2 separate regions of the Mus musculus genome follow, and region 2 is linked to region 1. The links are chromatin contacts, called in public HiChIP or PLAC-seq maps. All regions are on one chromosome and are shown on one strand. Each heading gives the region's core, a stretch centred on a gene start, on an enhancer-like site or on the middle of the called end of the contact. The rest is flanking DNA. Distances are from core to core; before and after follow the strand shown. Region 1 overlaps Rb1 (RB transcriptional corepressor 1). Region 2 overlaps Itm2b (integral membrane protein 2B).

Region 1 (4,780 bases), core at 1,646-4,145:
TTTGGAAAGAGCAAAGAGGTAGAGAGTAGATCTAGTAGATCTGGGAGAAGTGGGGTAGGAATGGAAGTAAAATATGATAAAAATACATTGTTAAAAAAAGTCTCAATTAATAAAAAGTATGTTTTTAAAAGATTTATAAAAAGAAAGAAAGAGAAAGAGAGGGGGGAGAAAGGGAAGAGAGAAAGGAAGGGAGGGGGGAGGAGGGAGGGGGGAGAGAGGGCAGGTGAGCCTGGCAGTTGTGGTAGTAGCTTTAATCCCAGCACTTGGGAGGCAGAGGCAAGCAGATCTCTGAGTATGAGGCTAGTCTGGTCTACAGATTGAATTCCGGGACAGCCAGGGCTACAAAGAGAAACCCTCTCTCAAAAAACCAGAATGATCTAAGAATGAACAGCAAGAGTATGTTGGGAATAGAAGTAAAATATGATAAAAATACATTGTAAAAAGTCCTCAATAAAAAGTGTATTTTAAAAAGACTGTGCCACCCAGACACCCCTGAGAAGAATGTGCATTTTCAAAGATCTCTAGATGATTCCTGTGTACATTAAAGTGTGAAATGCACTACTGAGAAAATAGCCCTTACCATGGAAGAATATGCTATCACACAGTTATGCTTCGAGCCTTAGAGTATGAAGGACATGTACATTAGTGATTTAATTAGTGATTCAGAAGAGCAAGCTAAAGGCAACTTCTTTTTACATTTTCTGTCTTTTTTTTTTTTTTTTAAAGGGATGGAGGTCTCACTATATAGCTGTCTGCCCTAGAATTCACTATGTAGACCAGGGAGGCCTTAAACTCAAAAAGACCCTCCTGCCCCTGTCTCCCTAGATATGATTCACTATACCTAGCTGTAAAGGCGACTTCTTATAGGTTGGTAATATAACTGTCTTGGCAAAAGAGATATTCTAAAGACAGACACTCAGGTCTTTCTCTGACTATCAAACTAATGAAACAATGAATCTCAAATTAAAATTTTCTTAGGAATTCCATGCCAAAGGAAGGGAAAGGCTGAATCCTTGGTGGCAGTAAGAGGAGGAACTATATTTTCACATAGTTCTGAAAGCAGAGAATAGAGGCAAGTTGATGAGTGGGACCACACCTTGAAAAAGACGTCCAAGTTACACATGCCTCTTAGACCTCATTTCAGGAGTCCACAGACGGATGTGACTTCCATTTGCTCCTCTTGCCAACGTACCACAGAGAGTAATTTTATCTTTCTCTGTATTTTACTATTACTTATTCCTTGTTTATTGGAGACAGGTAGCTTTCTTAAGATTCCAGAGCATAGGTTTTGACTCCCAAAATTCAAGCAACAGTAAGATACCAAAACACTGAGAAATAAGTACCCGCTTGTGAGAAAAGAGGACAAGTACTGGTTTAAAAAGTGTAACATTTGGGGCTGGAGAGATGGGTCAATGGTTAGAGCACTGGATGTTCTTGTAGAAAACCCAGTTCAGTTCCTAGCACCTATGAACCTCCAGTTCCAGAGGACTTGATGTTTTCTTTTGATCTCTACAGGCATGAGGCACACAAGTGGTATATATATACACACATAAGCAAAACACTCACACATATAATCTAATACAACTAAAAAAGCAAACACAAAAGCCTGTAGCAATCTTTAGTGAATGAGTCCTCCAGTGCACTAACATAATCATGTCTGCAATGGCATCGTCAGCGTGAGAGCAAAAGTACTAAAGCAGGCTTTGTGAGAGAAGGAGGCACAGACTGTTCCAAGAACCCTCCCACCCCACTAGCACACAAAGCTACTGCAGAAAATTGTCTGCTGTCTTCCCTTGTATAAAATACCTCCTTTTTACTCATGGCTGGCTTTTCATCTTCATCAGGAGTAATTTGCAGAGGGGTTGCTTTGTGCATTAGTTTGTGAATATAGGGTCTCCTTCTGTGACCTAGGCCTGCCTAGAACTCAGAAAACAAACTGCTGCTGCAGCTTTTGAATGCTGGGTTTTAGGTAACTGTTAGGGCCACCTTCATATCCTCGATCGCTGCACATTCCCAAATCTGTTGTAAGCAGTCTCTCATCCATGTGTGCTCACTAGTTTGACTCTTACTGGTCTGTCATCTTCCTTCCTTCCCTCCCTCTTTCCTCCTTCCTTTTTTCCTTTTTTTTTTTGCCATAGCTCAGCACAGCACTGTAATTCACTTCTCTACTAGATCACAAGTTCCTTGGAGGCTTGGGGCTATTTCTCATGTTTTGTTTCTTTCACTTGGGCAACTGCAGTTCTTTCCAAATGGCTGATATGCAGAAAGAAGGAGAAAGGAAGTAAAGAAGAAGAGGAAAATGAGGGCCCGGTATTGTCTTGGGAAAAAAAAAGGGCTTTTCTTAAATAATTTAGAAACTATGAAGTAATTCTTTTTGTCAGAGACACACAACCTAGAATATCCCTGAGCCCTATTTCAGCCAGTATCAACAATGTATTCTGAACAAAATAAAATATTTTTCACTTTGACTGTGAAGTCAAGTCTCCCAAGTTACCCAAGACCATAACAGTGAATTGTGGAAAATAGAGGTGTGATATTAAAGAGAAAATGGATCATGGTAAGATATGTTTTCAGAAAGAATTGATTTTAAGAAAAAAAAATCACATGGTAGAAAAAAATCACATTCCAGTCCCCTGGTTCTTGTGTAACTGTCAACATGGCCTGCGCTGTGTCATTGTCCTAACCCACAGTTTTAAAAGTTACTAAGTCAAGTAATCATTATCTCACAATTCAATTGTTTTCCTGTAAGGCACAATTCTTTGTAAACTGTAACTTAAAAAGAAAAAAAAAAAAAAAAAGCCAGCGTATTGTTTCACAGCCAATAGCACAGGCAGGCACGCAACCTTTGTGCCCAGTGCACCAGAGGTTAATGATTCACCACGGAACCAGACAATACAGGTTCTTTCTTTGGCTCCTTCCTTGGCTTTTACAGAGCCACAGGCTTTTCTCCCTTTTGTGTTCACTTCCTGTCAACACTGACTTTTCAAAAGATACCAAAACATCTCAAAAATCTGTTTGTGAGTTTGCTACCAAATCAGGACTCAAACAGGCTGAGTCACTTACTACCATAGTACTGGTGTATAATACTGTGCTTCATGTAATATCTGGGGAAAGAACTGACAAGAAAAATGTTTAACCTTTATATGTAAGAGTATAGTGATCAAAACTAATGTATAAGAACATAGTAATCAAATTAGCTGCATAAGCAAACTCCCTTGTGTTTGGTGACTGAGTCAGCCACGTCTGTCAGTATTTACAGACACAACTTTCTTGTGGTTTTCTAGATAGTATTAAGAGGAAATAATGAACTACTAGCACTTCGGTGTCTCCACAGAGTCAGCTGTACTCCAGAACAGCCCCCACAGAAACACTGTCCTAAACAGTCCTCAGGGACTTCGACATCATAGTTATATGGATCTCACCAATCATGAAGCCTTTCACTTAGAAACTGACAGCCCTGCTGGAGAACAAGAACCAGATTTTGTGGTTTTAAACAACTACAAAACTGAAATAAATAAATAAATAAATAAATAAATAAATAAATAAATAAATCAAAACAAAACAAAACAAAACAAAACAAAACAAAAAAACAGTTCTCAAATGGTGAGCAGCAGGACAAAGGCCCACGAGAGTCCCATGAGACAGCATGCTGCAGCCCACTGCAGGGAAAGTATCCTAGCCGAAACACCGACAGACAATGATGGGAATGGAAACCCACTGGCTCCCAACAAACACAAGTCAACAGCACTGAGGGGACAGGATTCACACAACAGAGCTGAGCAGGTCTGTGGAGACCCACTTCAGCTGGGGCACAGCAGTCCACACCCATGAGATAACTCCCCAGGACTAAAGACGAAGAAGCCCTGGGGGAGCAGAGGCACTGCTGGAGTCCAAACTGCTTCCTACCTGCCACAGTAGACGAGCTTATGATCCATCTACAGGCAGCAGCAGGTAAAGTACTTACAAGATCACCTCTTGGATAGTGGGGGAAATTAGAAAAAGTTTCTGGAATCAGAAAGAAACAAACAAAAAAAGAAAAAAGAAGAGAAAAAGAAAAAGAAAAAGCTGGAGGGAGGGGAGGGAGTACAAAACAATTAAGCTACTTACAATTTAAATGTGTCCCAAAGCACAACTCAAGAATATTATTAAGAATATGAAAATATCCAGGAACCAGTAAGGCAAAATTCACAATATTTAACGTCTAGTAAAATATCACTGCCAGGCAGTGGTGGTGCACGCCTTTAATCCTAGCACTTGGGAGGCAGAGGCAGATGGATCTCTGAGTTTGAGGCCAGCCTGGTCTACAGAGTGAGTTCCAGGACAGCCAGGGCTACACAGAGAAACCCCGTCTCGAAAAACAAAACAAAAAACAAATCACCAAGAGGCAAAAAAACCAAGTGGCTGTTAGAAAGGAGAGAATCAGTCAATAGGAACACATCTAAAAAGAATAGACATTAGAGTAAGCAGTTAGATGATTAAAAAGTTATAAACACCTATGTTCCATGTGTCCAAGAAGGCAAAGGAGCATAAATCTGTTAAAGGGATATAAAAGGAATCTAAATAAAAATTTCTAGAGTTAAAAATATAGTGTCTAGTATGCACATAAAATTAAGAGCAGATTAAATACTTCAGAAGAAAAATACCAATAAGCTTGAAGGTACAGCTATAGAAACCTCTAAAATGAACTACCTCACACAAGCATCCTTTAAAAGAGGAGGAGGGGTGTGGCAACAGCCACAAGCAACTTAACATACACATAAAAGAGGGACCTCAAAAGAGA
Region 2 (4,780 bases), core at 1,248-3,747, 120 kb after region 1:
AACTCTTACTTTCCAGATGACAAGTCAGACAGTTTAATTACAGAGCTAGCACATTCTTTATCAGGCTCTGAAGTTGTCTTTAAAAAAAAAAAAAAAAAGCTTTTCAGGAGGAGAAAGGCTGCGGATTCCCTCCTTATTCTCTGTGGTAGATAAGAACAGAATACGAAAGCTTTCTGGTGTTAGGAAAATCTGAAGAAACGCGGAGCCCTGCTCCCACCTGGAGGCAGATTCCCACAGAACACAGTCAGAAGCAGTGTTTTCCTTTCTTTCCAGACAGGGTTTCAAGTAGTCCGGGCTGCCCTGTACCTTGCTATAGCCAAGGATAACCTTAAACTTTCAATCCTTCTGCTTCTAGCAGGTGAGAGCGACTACACCCAGTTTATGTGGTACTGAGGGAGTGTGCCCACTCACAGAAATAGGTCAATAAATGTATGTAATAAAATATTTTTAGAGTATATGTACATAAAGACTGAGGGCATGTAACAAAACATTTTGATACCAAATGTTCTCTTCGGCAGTGGAACTGTAAATTATTATTATTTTATTTCATGCACATTAGTGTTCTGGCTGCACATACGACTGTGTGTCAGATCCCTAGAAATGGAATTACAGACAGTTGTGAGCTGCCGTGTGGCTGCTGGGAATTGGACCTGAGTCCTTTGGAAGAGCAGCCAGTGCTCTTCACTGCTGAGCTATATCTCCAGCCCCCAGATTATTTTTTTCTGTACCTTAGGTTTCATATAAAACAAAATACTACATTTAGAAAGATACACATAGGAGTGGTGGTGGCACACACTTAGCACATGAGGCAAAGGCGGGATCAAAGGTTGATGTCAGACTTGTCTACGTAAGTCTATTCTAAAATAACAGAACCCACTTTTACCCTATTAGTTCAGAAATGTTCAAAAGTCAGTATGCCTTTATCTTGACTAAGACTAAAAGTGAGCATGGACTTCATATAAACTCTGGAGGAAGACTTCAAAATTAGTTTTGAAATCTGGCTTCGAAGCCTTTCTCCCTACTTGGAAACATTAGAACATCTGAAGTAGTCATCGGAGTGGGTTTGGGGAGATGACATCGTAAGTCATAATTAAGTGCAATCAATGTCTTAACACATTGAGAGCACTCTAAACACTAAGCTACAGGTCGCTTTCACCAAAAGTGACGTCGTCAGCTCTGCAAGTCACCCAACTCTTAGACACAGCAAGGGCTGTCAGGTAGTAGCCTCAACTTGGCTGTCCAGGGATGACCTGTCAACACTGTAGCTGACATACTCACACAAGCGCCAATTCATGATGAATCTCTTTACTAGTAACTGTGCTGGGAAAATTAAAGTGCATTTTGAGAAACCCTCCATGCCCAAACATGGTCATCTACAGACAGAAAGTACATGCTTAGAGCAAGGCAGGGACCGTATTCTAATTCACAGAAAGAGGAAAAAGAATTCAGGCTCCCCCCAAAAAATTGTCTGCAGAATTGGCAAGACTGTTCAGTGGGTAGCAGGTACTAGCCCCTAAGCCTAATGATGGGAATCCAATCTCTAGGACGTACACGGTGATAGGAGACAACCGGCTCCTCAAACGTCCTCTGGTCATGTCCCTTCCCCTAGAAGTAAGTACATAGATGTATTAGAAAATCTTAAATATATCTTCCTACTTACCTGAAGAGCAAAATACTTGTACAGGTACGCCCCTCCGAGGATGACGCCAGCAAGCATGAAGGCCAGTCCGAAACACATGCACCAACACCACGCTCTCCTCTGTCCAACCGGAACCACGTCACCCGGGTCCTGGAATGGAAACACAACAGCCACATCAGACACAGAGTAACAGAAGGCTCGGGGGTTATCTATGAAGATAAAGATCAAAGGTGTGAAGGCTCTGATCAAAACTAACCACGGAATGAGGACCGGCGGCACCAAGACTCACCCCCACGCCTCCATGCCAGGCATGGACACTGGTCCCCAGAGACCTCTAGGCAGCCTTCTCTCTCTCAATAGTCTGTCGACTAACAGTGTCTGGAGCTCTGATACAAACCACAATTTGTATTTTCCGTACGCGACTTTTGGCGCCATGTTCTAACATTTGAAATTCAGAAAAGGTTACAACGTGACCTTGGTCCCACAGTTTGTGAGGCTGCTTCACACATCCAGGGGATTTCCTAATTGGATCACTTATAAAACGGTTAGCCTTTACAGGTAGTTTATCTATTTCATTCCAGATATAAAACCATTCCTTAACAATCTATGGGGAAAACTAACACAACACTAACAAAAGATAGGACACTAAAGTTCTTTGGACAAACAGAATCTAAAAATCAGGTCAAAGGTATGCCTGTATAATTAATTCTGTAATTCCACCCTACCGGAATCTCGGTTTGATAATGGCTTCCTTTCATTTTCTTTTTAAGAACTAAAACTGAAACCCAGTACCCAGTACGGACTGTGGACATTACAGGGCGTGAGCCAGTGAGACAGAACGACTGGTGAATGAGGAGGAAAGCACGGTGACACAGGGCACAGCCCAGGGAGCAGCTACGGCTTAGGGATGAGTCACTTGGGAACGCCAACTACATTCTACACTTCATTTCTACCATGAGAGACCGTGTCTGAGTACTGATGGGCAACGTCCAATTCCAAGTCCTGTACCAACACGAACAATGTTAGATAGACGCACCCCACTGATTTTTAGAGCGAGGTTCTCACACCATGTAGCTCAGGCTGACCCCAAACTTGTAGCAATCTTCCTGCCTCTGCCTCCCACCTGCTATGATTACTGGCACAGGCCATTACATTCTCGGGGTTGGAAGCTTTAATTTTAAACACACAGCCATGCAGAATAAATAATATTCGATGTAAGTTCAGGCCACGTGATTTGGCAAGGACTACATGTGAGGCAGCTCTCATCAGGGATGGTGTGTGGATGTTTAGATCAATGTATCTACTAAAGCCTGGAATGGGAGCGAATGGGGAAGAGTTCATCAGAAGTCCTACTAGTGAGAAGTTCTAAGAATCTCAAGTGTGGTAAGATTTTATAGACCCAAACACACGGGCCTGCTTGAGCTTGCCTGACAAACACATCACAGGAGAGGGAAAGTGTCCTAGCATAACTACTCTCAGAGTGGGGACAAGGGTGGGGGATGGAATGACAGATGCAAACAGTTGCTCTCAGCATTTGTTACCAGCTGTTCAGACAGCCAAGTGTGCATCACGCAGCCCTACCTGCCAGGCTCCCTCCTGTGAGTCCATAAATCAGCGGCTGTGGACCATGGGTGGACACAGAGAAAGAATATGCAGCCTCACGGTTACATGGACAGTGAGTTCTCAGACTTTTTGATTTTTGATTTATCATTGTAACTATGTAACAAACAGTGAGTTTGAGAATAAATTACACATCTAATGTGTTTAAACAGTTGCCCTGGGCACCAGGAATACAGACTTTGCCAAGGCAAAGATAGGCTGGATCACTGCGGATAATAAATATACAAAAAGGGCCAAGCAGATTGTGCGTATATAGAATCATAGCACTTGGGGGTGAAGTGGGAGACTTCGGCTAGTGACTGCTGTGAGTTGGAGGTTAGCCTAGACTACACAGGAAGCTCTAGGCCGGCCTTATCTTTCATATAAAACCCCTTTCTTATCTAATGAAGCACAGAACAACATGAACGTGGGCTCTGACAGGAAAAATGCAGAGTGAGACGGGATGGATTAAGGGAGAGACTTCCCAGGGAGAGAACACGGCATGGAAGGACACGGGGCAAACACATACTGCCAGGCAGAAGACAGGGTTCCAGGAAACGATGCAAAAGGTAAAGAACGAATAACATCATGAAGGCAGAATATACCACACTGCCAGGGAGACACAGTGCAGCTAAGGGTTTGGTATGGTGGGAGGGATCCTAGGGAGAGAGAACTGGAGCAGGCCACAAAGGGCCTTGGTATGAAGTTGAATTTGTAAGTTATTTTAAAAAGTCATTTTCCAGGACAACAGAGACTAATTTGTTAAAGAACTTCGCTTTGGAACACTTATTCAAAGGGCAGCCAGTGACTCCGCACCTGAAACATGGCTCGAGAATAAAGGAATAAACAAGAGTCTATTTCAGTATCTAAATTACAGACCTTGAGTCGACAAACCACTGGGAGCCTCCTAAGAGCTGACGTCTTCAAAGTCTGCTCTCTTTCCTCTATATTGCTATTAGTCACTTGCTTTCTCGCATTAGAAATTCATGTAGCGATCTTATCTCTTGCTCCTAGGCTAGACGGTTCCTGTTTATGCGTGTTTATTCTGCATTCCTAGAAACCCTAAACCACTCTTGGTGCTTAGTTAACATGCAGATACTTGACGGCCGAACGAAGAAAGAGCTTGGCTGTTTAAGTTTTCGTGATTCCCAGAAGTTGTATAGGCAGCCAGAAAGATGAAGGAGGGGGACGACACAGTCACGTAGGATCTGTAACGAGCTGGCAACCTGGCAGAGGCAGGAACTGCACTTAAGCCCGCACTGTTAAGGCCAGTGTCGTGGAACACGCTGGGCAAGGTCCTGTAGCAAAGTCAAGTGTGAACAAACCTTGCTTCTAACCGTCAGCAGTTTATGACCTAGCACAGGTATGACAGACACGACGGCCCCGTTGCCGAGTCACAGAGCAAGGATCAAGCACATTCATTCAAGATAAAGGTTGTTATTAAGCCCCGAGTGGTGGCTGAGGCAGGAGAATTGCCACAGATTCAAGGCCAACCTAGGCTAAGGTAAGTTTCAGTTTAGTCAGGACTACAGTGTCAAAAAC

What was found. HiChIP or PLAC-seq counts read pairs in DNA pulled down with a chosen protein or histone mark.
Region 2: an HNF4G HiChIP or PLAC-seq map of pancreatic cancer cells shows a contact between it and region 1. The contact joins two enhancer-like sites. A contact is called at or near these places in 5 of 484 Hi-C or Micro-C datasets (adipose-derived mesenchymal stem cells, granulosa cells, liver and 2 more), 1 of 115 datasets of contacts at active chromatin or transcription factors (pancreatic cancer cells) and 2 of 9 other capture datasets (adipose tissue and liver).

What each region holds. Positions count from the first base shown.
Region 1 is chr14:73,250,751-73,255,530 of GRCm38.p6, forward strand. The region is part of intron 17 of Rb1 (RB transcriptional corepressor 1); the gene reads right to left. Among named protein-coding and RNA genes, the nearest start is that of Lpar6, 15 kb to the left of the region's middle. Within about 2 kb of position 2,896, at least 121 of the 459 cell types and tissues checked have an H3K27ac peak or open chromatin away from gene starts, as enhancers often do. A contact at or near this core is called in adipose tissue, liver and pancreatic cancer cells, where this site is marked.
Region 2 is chr14:73,366,639-73,371,418 of GRCm38.p6, forward strand. Itm2b (integral membrane protein 2B) reads right to left here. Exons shown (of 6, transcript NM_008410.3): 2 at 1,661-1,789. Among named protein-coding and RNA genes, the nearest start is that of Itm2b, 16 kb to the right of the region's middle. Within about 2 kb of position 2,498, at least 62 of the 459 cell types and tissues checked have an H3K27ac peak or open chromatin away from gene starts, as enhancers often do. A contact at or near this core is called in adipose tissue, liver and pancreatic cancer cells, where this site is marked.